3 separate regions of the Mus musculus genome follow, and regions 1 and 3 are each linked to region 2. The links are chromatin contacts, called in public HiChIP or PLAC-seq and promoter capture Hi-C maps. All regions are on one chromosome and are shown on one strand. Each heading gives the region's core, a stretch centred on a gene start, on an enhancer-like site or on the middle of the called end of the contact. The rest is flanking DNA. Distances are from core to core; before and after follow the strand shown.

Region 1 (2,708 bases), core at 103-2,602, 170 kb after region 2:
CTCCGAGTTAGTCAAGTCTCTTGGTATTGCTTAGTGTACTTTTATGATATTTATTTAGGTATTTGTTTTAATTTATATGTGTGGGCAGACATTATAACTAAATGAATTTTAGATAGAAAGTTGGAAAAACAATTGAATGTAGAAGATGTTCTAAGAACAGATTTTTTTCCAGTGAGAAAACAATATAAACACAACCCCTGCTTGAGACCTACAAGCGCTCTCTCTCCTCAGTATTCTTTTGTCATTGGAATATGTGGACTTATTTCACATCATGTGCCCCAATCCCACTCATCCATCTCCCTGTCCCTTTGTACCCACCTTTACCCTTGCAACCTCCCCCCAAAAGAAAAAAAAATCTTGTGAAATCTGTGCTGTGTCACACAGTGTGTCCTAAAGTATACCCTTTGGTCCACACCTCTTTGCTAGCAAATATTCATCACAATGAGCCATTGGTTTGGTTTGAGGCCTCTGGCTTCTACTACACTATCAATACTGGATAATACTGGATCTGTGATTCCTCTTCCATATCCCATTGTTGCCTTGTGTCATGGAGATCCTGCATCTTTGGATCTGTAGGACCAGACCCTCCATGCACTCAAGCAGTTCATAAATGAGGTAGATGTTTAGGGTGGGCCAACTCAAAGCCCCGAATCTGGGCCTGAATGGTAGCTAAGCTGATCAGCCAGCCAGTTCTATACCCATACCACTAGGGTGAGATCTCCAGCAATGACTTGGCTAGCTCAACCAATGATGATAGCAAGGGGCAGAGGGGCTTTCCTGCTGTCATGCCCTCAGGATGGCTCATTGGTGCCCACACCTGCAGGGTCAGCTCTGTTGTACTGATCATGCCAGGTATATGGCTCTTATGTCGCATCAGGCAAGGGGCTGGGCAGGCTCTTGGGGACAGAGGCAGCTCTCAGAACCTGCCATAGATGGTGAGGGGTATGGCAGAGGTAGCTCACCTCTCCCTCACATATGGATGGATGTGCTTTTTATTGTCCTTTCTTTGAGGGTAGATGCAAGTGCCATGGTGACTTCTTGAGCGAGGAAGCAATACAGGTAAACTTGGAATAGATACTGGGAGAAGTTCAAACTACTCCAGCAGGCTCTCTCCAGCCCCCAGTTCAATAGTTACTCCTGTCACTCATTTACACAGTCATTCATGATAGTTACAATGTTTCAGCTTATTCTTGTATCTGATTAGTTTTTCAGATTGCTTCTAGATGTTTGCTATTGCAGATGAATCTTGAGTAGGCTACCATTTTCTAAAAGAATTGTGGGACTGTGTCTATTATTTGACTTGTGTTGGATTTGTCAAGTTCCTTTTAGAGTTTTTTAGCTGCCATGGTTTGCATATGACTTCAGTGTCCCCTAGTGGAGGGAGGCTTGGTGCCCAGGGCACCATCAATGGGAGATGAGGGAGCTCTGAAGATGTGGTAAGTAATAGGAGGTCATTGGATCCCTGGAGATATGTTCACAAAAAGAACTTAAGTGATTTCCTATGAGTCCTTGGCCATTTTTATAAGAAGATGGTTATTAAAAGGAACATGTCTTTCTTTCTCTGCCCTCTTTCTCCCTGATCTCTCCTTCTCTCTCCTTCCTGGATAAGATTGTGACTGCCTTACTCTAATGTATAACTCTTGCCATTACCATCCCACAATTCACAATTTGTTACGGGGGCTCATCAAAACTTACCTAAGGCAGGCTCCACACCCTTGAACCTAGAAAACTGTGGAGAAAATAAACTATGTTCTTCAGCAGTAGTCTGGGTCAAGTATTTCACTGAAGTGACTATGTCTGACCAATATACTCGATATTAGTTTCTTTATCTGAAAAGGAGAAGTAGGAAAGATGGAAAAGCACTAGCCCTACGTTAGAGGACTTTCCTGAGGTGGCTCTGATTCGGCTACATGTTAGCTCTTAGTTTTGTGATCCTGGGGAAATGGCCCCTCTTATCTACTCTTTTGTTATCTTTAAAACAATGAAGCATGGAACCATTTATGAAGCTAATACGTTTGAAAGTATTAAAGAGAAAAATGTAAGCTAGCAAAGAAAAGTTTCCTATTTCCAGAAGAAAACCTTCAGGAAGACTTGGGGAATACTTCTATGAGGAATTCAAAAGGTGCTTAATCAAAATAATATAATTCATATATAGTATATAATATGTAGATATATTATAAAACTTTAAACTCAGGCATAACTTATATCTAATCATTCCATTCTTGAAAATTGTTCTTAAGAAAACAACATGTCCCTTAAAATACCTGAATAGCAGCAATTATAATCAGAATGCCTAACTAATGATTAAGTTACCACTTTTAAATTATTATAAGATTATTAAAATAATGTTGAATCACCTGCGGCTAGATGGGCCATAGGCCCTATGAGAGCACGTGCGACCGTTATTCTGCTACAGGGACAGAATATCAAACCAATTCCCAATGACTCCCTGTTATACACAGAGGTTAGAACGTTACACTCCTTATTAGAGAAGCTTCCGTTTGTGACACAGAGATCAAAAAGTGGACAGGGTACAAAGAGTAAGAGATTATGGAGTGCTCAGACCTAAATGGGACATCTATGTCACAGTTACATCCCATCCTCCTAAGGCTTAAGGGTCATTTTGGAAAAGGGGGCCAAAAGAATGTAGAGTCATCAGTAGGAGAACAATTGTTTCAGATACACAGAGCAACTGCACATATGAGTAA
Region 2 (2,739 bases), core at 122-2,621:
AGGATATAATTTTGCTGAGAATGGAAACTTGAAGTAGGGCCAGTGATCAAAAGGAGAAGGCAGAACATAGACAGCGGCAGGGGCAAACGGCAGCAGCAGCAGCAGCAGCAGCAGCAGCAGCAGCAGCAGCAGCGGCAGGGGCGAGCGACAGAGCCAGAGGCAAGTGACAGAGGCAGCACAGCAGCAGCAGGGGCAAGCAGCAGCCGATTCACCTAAAGAGGCTTTGCCTTGCCGCGCCGCGCGGTGAGTCTAAGAGCAGAGCCTTAAACCAAAATTCAAACCCCAGCTCAGTCACGAAAGTCCCCTTCCAAAGAGAAAAGTTGGACAAGCAGCCGCCAGTAAGCTCCTGCTTTCTGAGCACAGCCTGTATCTGTTTAAAATTTCTGAATATGCAAAGACAGCAAGTTGTCTAAGAGCTTTTACAGAAAAGCAAATTAAACTTCCCCTAACTTTGACTTTCTGGGCAGAAGTGCAAAGAATTCCCGATTCTTGGCTCCAAAAAAAAAGAAAGAAAAAAGCATTTTTTAAAAGCCTTCCTATCATCTAAAATGTAACTTTTAATCTGTGACATGCCTCGTAAATAAAGTCCTGACAAATCACACACATACATAGACACAGACACAAGAACATGCTCTGAAAAAGCCAACGCCTGCACCTGTGAGAGAGAAGCACTCCCGAGTTTATAGTCATCTTTCTCGCCCCGAGCCATAGGCTAGATTTAAAGGAGTCTCTTAAAACGGCAGTGTGGAAGCCCTGTGGAAGCGGAGGCTTTAGCAGAAGTACCTTGCAATAGTTTCTACCCGTACAGATACCTCTGCAAATGCATTCATCCCCCGGAGCTCCTTTTACAGCTCGCACAGAACTGCACATTCAGCAATTTGTAAATAACCCCCAGTTCTGAAACAATGCAAATTCTAAAGCAAATAAAGACTCTAGGCAGAAGAAAACAGTACACAGTTTAAATACAATTCTCCAACGAGTTAAAAAAAAAAAAAGTAAGAGATATTTACCTTCAAGAAGTCACAGAGGCAGATCTTAAATAATTGAGTTGGAAGGCTGCTGATTTTCCCCATCGCTTCTGAAGTACAAAGTCTGGAAATGAATTGGTGGGCAGGGATAATGAGGCGAAAAAGAAATCCAGAGAGATGGGAGATGTTAGAGCAATGTCACATTTCAATTTTGAGGACTTTATTCCATTGCGCAGGCTCTATCTGCTCTGAATTTAGCAGTGACAGTGAGATTTAGCAAGCAGAAGAGGGATTTAGAGAAAATCCTCACATTTATCTACAAAACACAGACACTGTAGACAGGAAACAGCTGGGGGAACATTCGCCTTCTCTCTCTCTCCCTCTTCTGGCAAAGTTATCGAGTAAGGACTTTTTTGGGCACCGTGACAAATAACATCATACCTTCGCTCTTAAAAACTGGAGCACAGAGACTCACCCCCCCCCCCCCTAAAAGAATGTGTGTCTCTGACAGGGTTAGCAGACATTAAATACTGAGGCTGCCATAGAAAAATAGGCTCTGTTCTCTGATTAACTTTCCACAGGGTTTGAAGGTACACTTGTGTGCTAATACACCTCACCAGGATTAGAGGATCTAAGTGGGACACGGGGGCAACTTTATATTTTAGGGCAAATGCAAAATTTGAAGGAAAAAAAAAACAAAAAAAGGAAGAAGAGACTATCTCCAGGAAGCACAATGCTGTTAACCCTGAAATGACCAGGGTAAACTAGATCGAAAGGCAGCTCTCAGGGGAAGGGGAGGTGGAGGGGATAGAGTGACCCTTGTCCTAGTTGCCAGGCAAGGGGAATGATCTCATTTCCTAAAACCTATAGATGGCCAGGCAGCAGTGGGCTGGCTCCTGTCAGGACACTGTGTCATGCTTTGTGCAGAGAATCAGGCTATGCTGAGATCTGGGATGGATTGAAAAATAAAATGATCCTAGTTTTCAACAAAGCTGGATGCCTGTCACCTCCTTGACCCCAAGGAAGCAGTATGGGAGGCACACACTGTTTCCCGTTGGCTGTATTGTTCTCTATAAATGAGTGTGTGTGTGTGTGTGTGAGACACAGTTGTGTGTATGTGTGCATGCATGCATATGTGTGTGTGTGTAAGTGTGTGTGTCTGTCTGTGTCTGTGTCTGAGTGTGTATTCCAAATAATACCAGCTGGCTAGCAATACTCTCTCCAGGGTTATGATGTCATTCAAATCCCTCAACTGGGTAAGTGGCTGGCAGCATGGTTCAAGCCGGCTGCTTCTGCTATTTATAATGTATAAACTCGCCTTTGCCACAGGGAATGGAGTTCTGATCTTCTGTTGATACGGTTTGTACCTATTTCTCAGTGGTCTTTCAGAGGCAGTAGATAAGAAAGTGAATTATGAAAGAAGGTTACAAAAGCCCAGATTAGACGCTGCATGCTTTCCACGGATATCTCTCCAGGTGTGCTTTCCCAGGGGAGATGGAAATGAGCCAGACTTGCCTCAGTCTCTTACTCTCTCGGACTCTCAGGGGGATTTGAAGGTACTGACACATCGGTGGAGACAGAGGCCAGTTGGAAACTCTACACTGCCTCTTTACGCTGCCCCATGGATAGAAACCTGCTTGGGGATGTGGTGATTGTCCTCAAATGAAACCAGTTTGGTTTTGCAAGGGGCTTGGGCTCTTTCCAACCCTCTGTGTGGTCAATACTTCACAGCAGTGTTTACCTTTCAGACAGGAACATTAGAAACCTGGTG
Region 3 (2,813 bases), core at 91-2,590, 150 kb after region 2:
TAAAAAATAATATTCCAAAGAATTGTTCATTGAATGCCAGAAAAATTCCTCCTCCTAGCACCAAATGTCCCCTTCCCATGGAGCTTAAGTACTGTTGTCTGTCTTAGAGAAAATAAGCATCAGGGTTACCAAGGGCTATTAGAGAACACCTGGAGTGAGGTGCTTCGCAAATCTTCTGAATTCAGGACGAGAGGGGGCATTCATTCATTGCCTAATTGTTCTGGCTGTATCCTTTAGCTATTTCAGTATATTCAACTATTCAACAAATATTATCAAAGCACCTGTACCAAGCATCGACACAAAACTCCACGTTATGATATGATGACATTTACATTCTAGCAACATAAACACAATAAAATGAATGCGTATAAAACTATTGCTAATGATGAAAGAGACCCAAAGCAATGAACAAGGCTCTGTAGAAGTGAGTAACTGACCCTCCCACTTCTTCCTGCCAAACCCATGGCACACCTTTTTACATTCTGGTTAAGAACAAAGTTGAAGCCTACCTGCTGTCCGTCCTAAACCTGAGCTTCCAAACAAGGACACTAATGTCCCCAAATAGAACATAACTGTGTCATGTCTGCTTAGTTACAGTATCAAAGAGTTGGAAAACAGCCCAGAGATCTGTTTTGCTTCAATCTTTGTTTTGTACTGACCCACACTGGGGAGGTAACCTGCTACAATCTCCCAGCGTGTCACCAGTGGCAAAGCTCTGGCAGGAACCCAAGTCTCATGACATCAGTCAGGACCTTTGCCTGCTGTCTTTAGTGGACACTAATATATTTGTCTTATCTTACTCAACCGTATCTCAGCTGACTTACTCTGCTTTTGTAACTTGAAGATCCTAGACAGGGAGAAAAGTAAAGATGCAAAGGTCAGGAGTTAAGTAATTTGGGGTGGGGGGGGACTTAGCCATGAGTATCAACAAACAGTAGATTGTAGGTGCTTAAACAGGGGAAAACATACCAGAAACCAGCAACTGAACCAGCCTTGAGGACTTTCATTAACTGTGTCAGGATTTGTAGAGTGTGGGCAACTCATCTTCTTATAATGCCTCAGGGGTGGAAATTTGGAAGAGAAGAGGGGAGGGAAACAGATTCAGCAAGAAGGTCTTTGATATTTGTTAATTCTCTTGCATCGGCTACCTACCTAATGGGAATGCCGAGAAAGAACCTGCCTGTGCCAAACTGATGATGTTATTTTTTGCATCTGATATCACCTTGCCAAAGGAAGTTCAGCTATAAACAGGTTTTTAGGCTGACAATCCAAGTCTCCTCACAGGATTGACTCAGCGGATATTCTGTCCAAGGTACATAGAGCAAGTTTGCTAAGTCTGGGTCATTCTGATAAATTCTTGAAAACAGGGACCCCAGACAGCAAGGAGAGAACATCAAAGACCTCCTAGGGCTGGAACCCAGAGTTGGCTAATGGCCTGTGTCCTCACTTCACTTCGGGCTTTGGCTTGTGGTGGGAGGAGGCTCATAGGCAAACCTCCTCCTTTGCCTTGCGTGGGGCCATCTGCTCAGCTGCAGTGCCCTGAAGAATCCTCTGTGTTGCTAGCTTCGAAAACCTCAGTAGATCATCTAGCCCAGGGGGTAAGCATGTGGAGCAAGATGAATATTGTCATTAAGAAGCTAACACTCCTGCGTGCGCAAGAAGGAATGGCAGAGAACAGGATGCAGGAGTGATTCTTGGAAGACCCTGGGGGGGGTGGGGGGGGTGGACAGAAAGTAATTCCCAGACTCAGATGGGAATAATCAACAAGGAACCAAATCATCCTCAAACTTACACATTAGAATTACCTACAGAGCTAAAATCGCTCGTTATAGGGTAGCATCCAAGCCTTTTCTAGCACAAGTAGGACTCCAGAAAATTCCATCATAGTGCTAATGTTGACAGTCAAGAAGCCACACTTAGGACATATTAGCAATGGAGGCATTCATGACAAGTTAACTCATTCTTCAGTCCTCAGGGAGGGAGTTGGTGAGTGAGTCCCATATTTGGACGCCATGTCTTTGATTTCCATTAAGTGTCTCCTGTTCACTACTGCTCCTTCATCCTGTCATTCAGACCATTGCAGGGACCAGAGAGTAGTTGCAGTGGTTAAGAGCACTCCCTGTTCATCCAAAGAACTACGGATTGGTTCCCAGCACTCAGGTCAGCGAGCTCACAACTCAGCTAGCTCACAACTATCTGTAGCTCCAGCTCCAGGAAACCCCCTGCTCTGTTCTGACCTTTGACACCAACACTCATATGGTATACTCTCACACGGACACGGATGTATACACATACAAATAAACAAATATTTAAATAAAGGAACATTGCAGGATGTCAATCATCTGTTACTCTTTTTTTTTTCCTAGTTGAATACACTTTTATTTTGTATTCAGGAGCTATGGACTGTATGGCTTTGAGTTGTTGGGAATCAAGTCCTGACCTCACCATGATTAGTATAGTAATAAATGCTCATGGACTTTTTAAAGCACCACCTGTCAATAAAGAGCTGAATGGCCTATAGCAAAGCAGGAAAAATAGGTGGGATATCTAGCAGAAAGAGAGGGAGGGAGAGAGAGAGAGAGAAAGAGAGAGAGAGAGAGAGAGAGAGAGAGAGAGAGAGAGAGAGAGACAGACTCTGGAAGGAGTCAGACGTGGAAAAAGTCACCACTGAAACAGGAAGTCTGGAGAATAAATCTAGCTTAATGCCTAGGCATTAACTAATTAATAAAAGTCTCTGTATCATTTGGGAACTGGGGCAGACATAGGAAAGACCAAATGGTTTCAGGTTAGTTTAGTGATGCTGGACAAATCTC

Evidence for each region. Promoter capture Hi-C pulls out the DNA fragments that hold promoters and counts their contacts. HiChIP or PLAC-seq counts read pairs in DNA pulled down with a chosen protein or histone mark.
Region 1: a contact with region 2 is called in an H3K4me3 HiChIP or PLAC-seq map of bone marrow-derived macrophages, with 7 times the contacts expected there. The contact joins the enhancer-like site here to the promoter of Igf1 in region 2. A contact is called at or near these places in 10 of 39 promoter capture datasets (the 3T3-L1 cell line, 3T3-L1-derived adipocytes, cancer-associated fibroblasts and 6 more), 1 of 15 datasets of contacts at CTCF or cohesin (the NIH/3T3 cell line), 33 of 484 Hi-C or Micro-C datasets (the AML12 cell line, the BV-2 cell line, the C2C12 cell line and 17 more), 15 of 115 datasets of contacts at active chromatin or transcription factors (VIP interneurons, bone marrow-derived dendritic cells, bone marrow-derived macrophages and 6 more) and 6 of 9 other capture datasets (adipose tissue, bone marrow-derived macrophages, embryonic stem cells and 3 more).
Region 3: a promoter capture Hi-C map of liver shows a contact between it and region 2. The contact joins the enhancer-like site here to the promoter of Igf1 in region 2. A contact is called at or near these places in 11 of 39 promoter capture datasets (the 3T3-L1 cell line, 3T3-L1-derived adipocytes, cranial neural crest and 6 more), 12 of 484 Hi-C or Micro-C datasets (Sertoli cells, beige adipocytes, bone marrow-derived macrophages and 4 more), 3 of 115 datasets of contacts at active chromatin or transcription factors (VIP interneurons and liver) and 4 of 9 other capture datasets (adipose tissue, embryonic tail, liver and 1 more).

What each region holds. Positions count from the first base shown.
Region 1 is chr10:87,689,690-87,692,397 of GRCm38.p6, reverse strand. No RefSeq gene overlaps it. Among named protein-coding and RNA genes, the nearest start is that of Gm30073, 110 kb to the left of the region's middle. Within about 2 kb of position 1,352, at least 4 of the 459 cell types and tissues checked have an H3K27ac peak or open chromatin away from gene starts, as enhancers often do. A contact at or near this core is called in adipose tissue and bone marrow-derived macrophages, where this site is marked.
Region 2 is chr10:87,857,684-87,860,422 of GRCm38.p6, reverse strand. It overlaps Igf1 (insulin-like growth factor 1), which reads right to left and starts at 1,371. Exons shown (of 4, transcript NM_001111275.2): 1 at 1,011-1,371. The coding sequence starts at 1,073. The region is part of intron 1 of Igf1os (a long non-coding RNA gene); the gene reads left to right.
Region 3 is chr10:87,709,883-87,712,695 of GRCm38.p6, reverse strand. No RefSeq gene overlaps it. Among named protein-coding and RNA genes, the nearest start is that of Gm30073, 87 kb to the left of the region's middle. Within about 2 kb of position 1,340, at least 15 of the 459 cell types and tissues checked have an H3K27ac peak or open chromatin away from gene starts, as enhancers often do. A contact at or near this core is called in Sertoli cells, adipose tissue and liver, where this site is marked.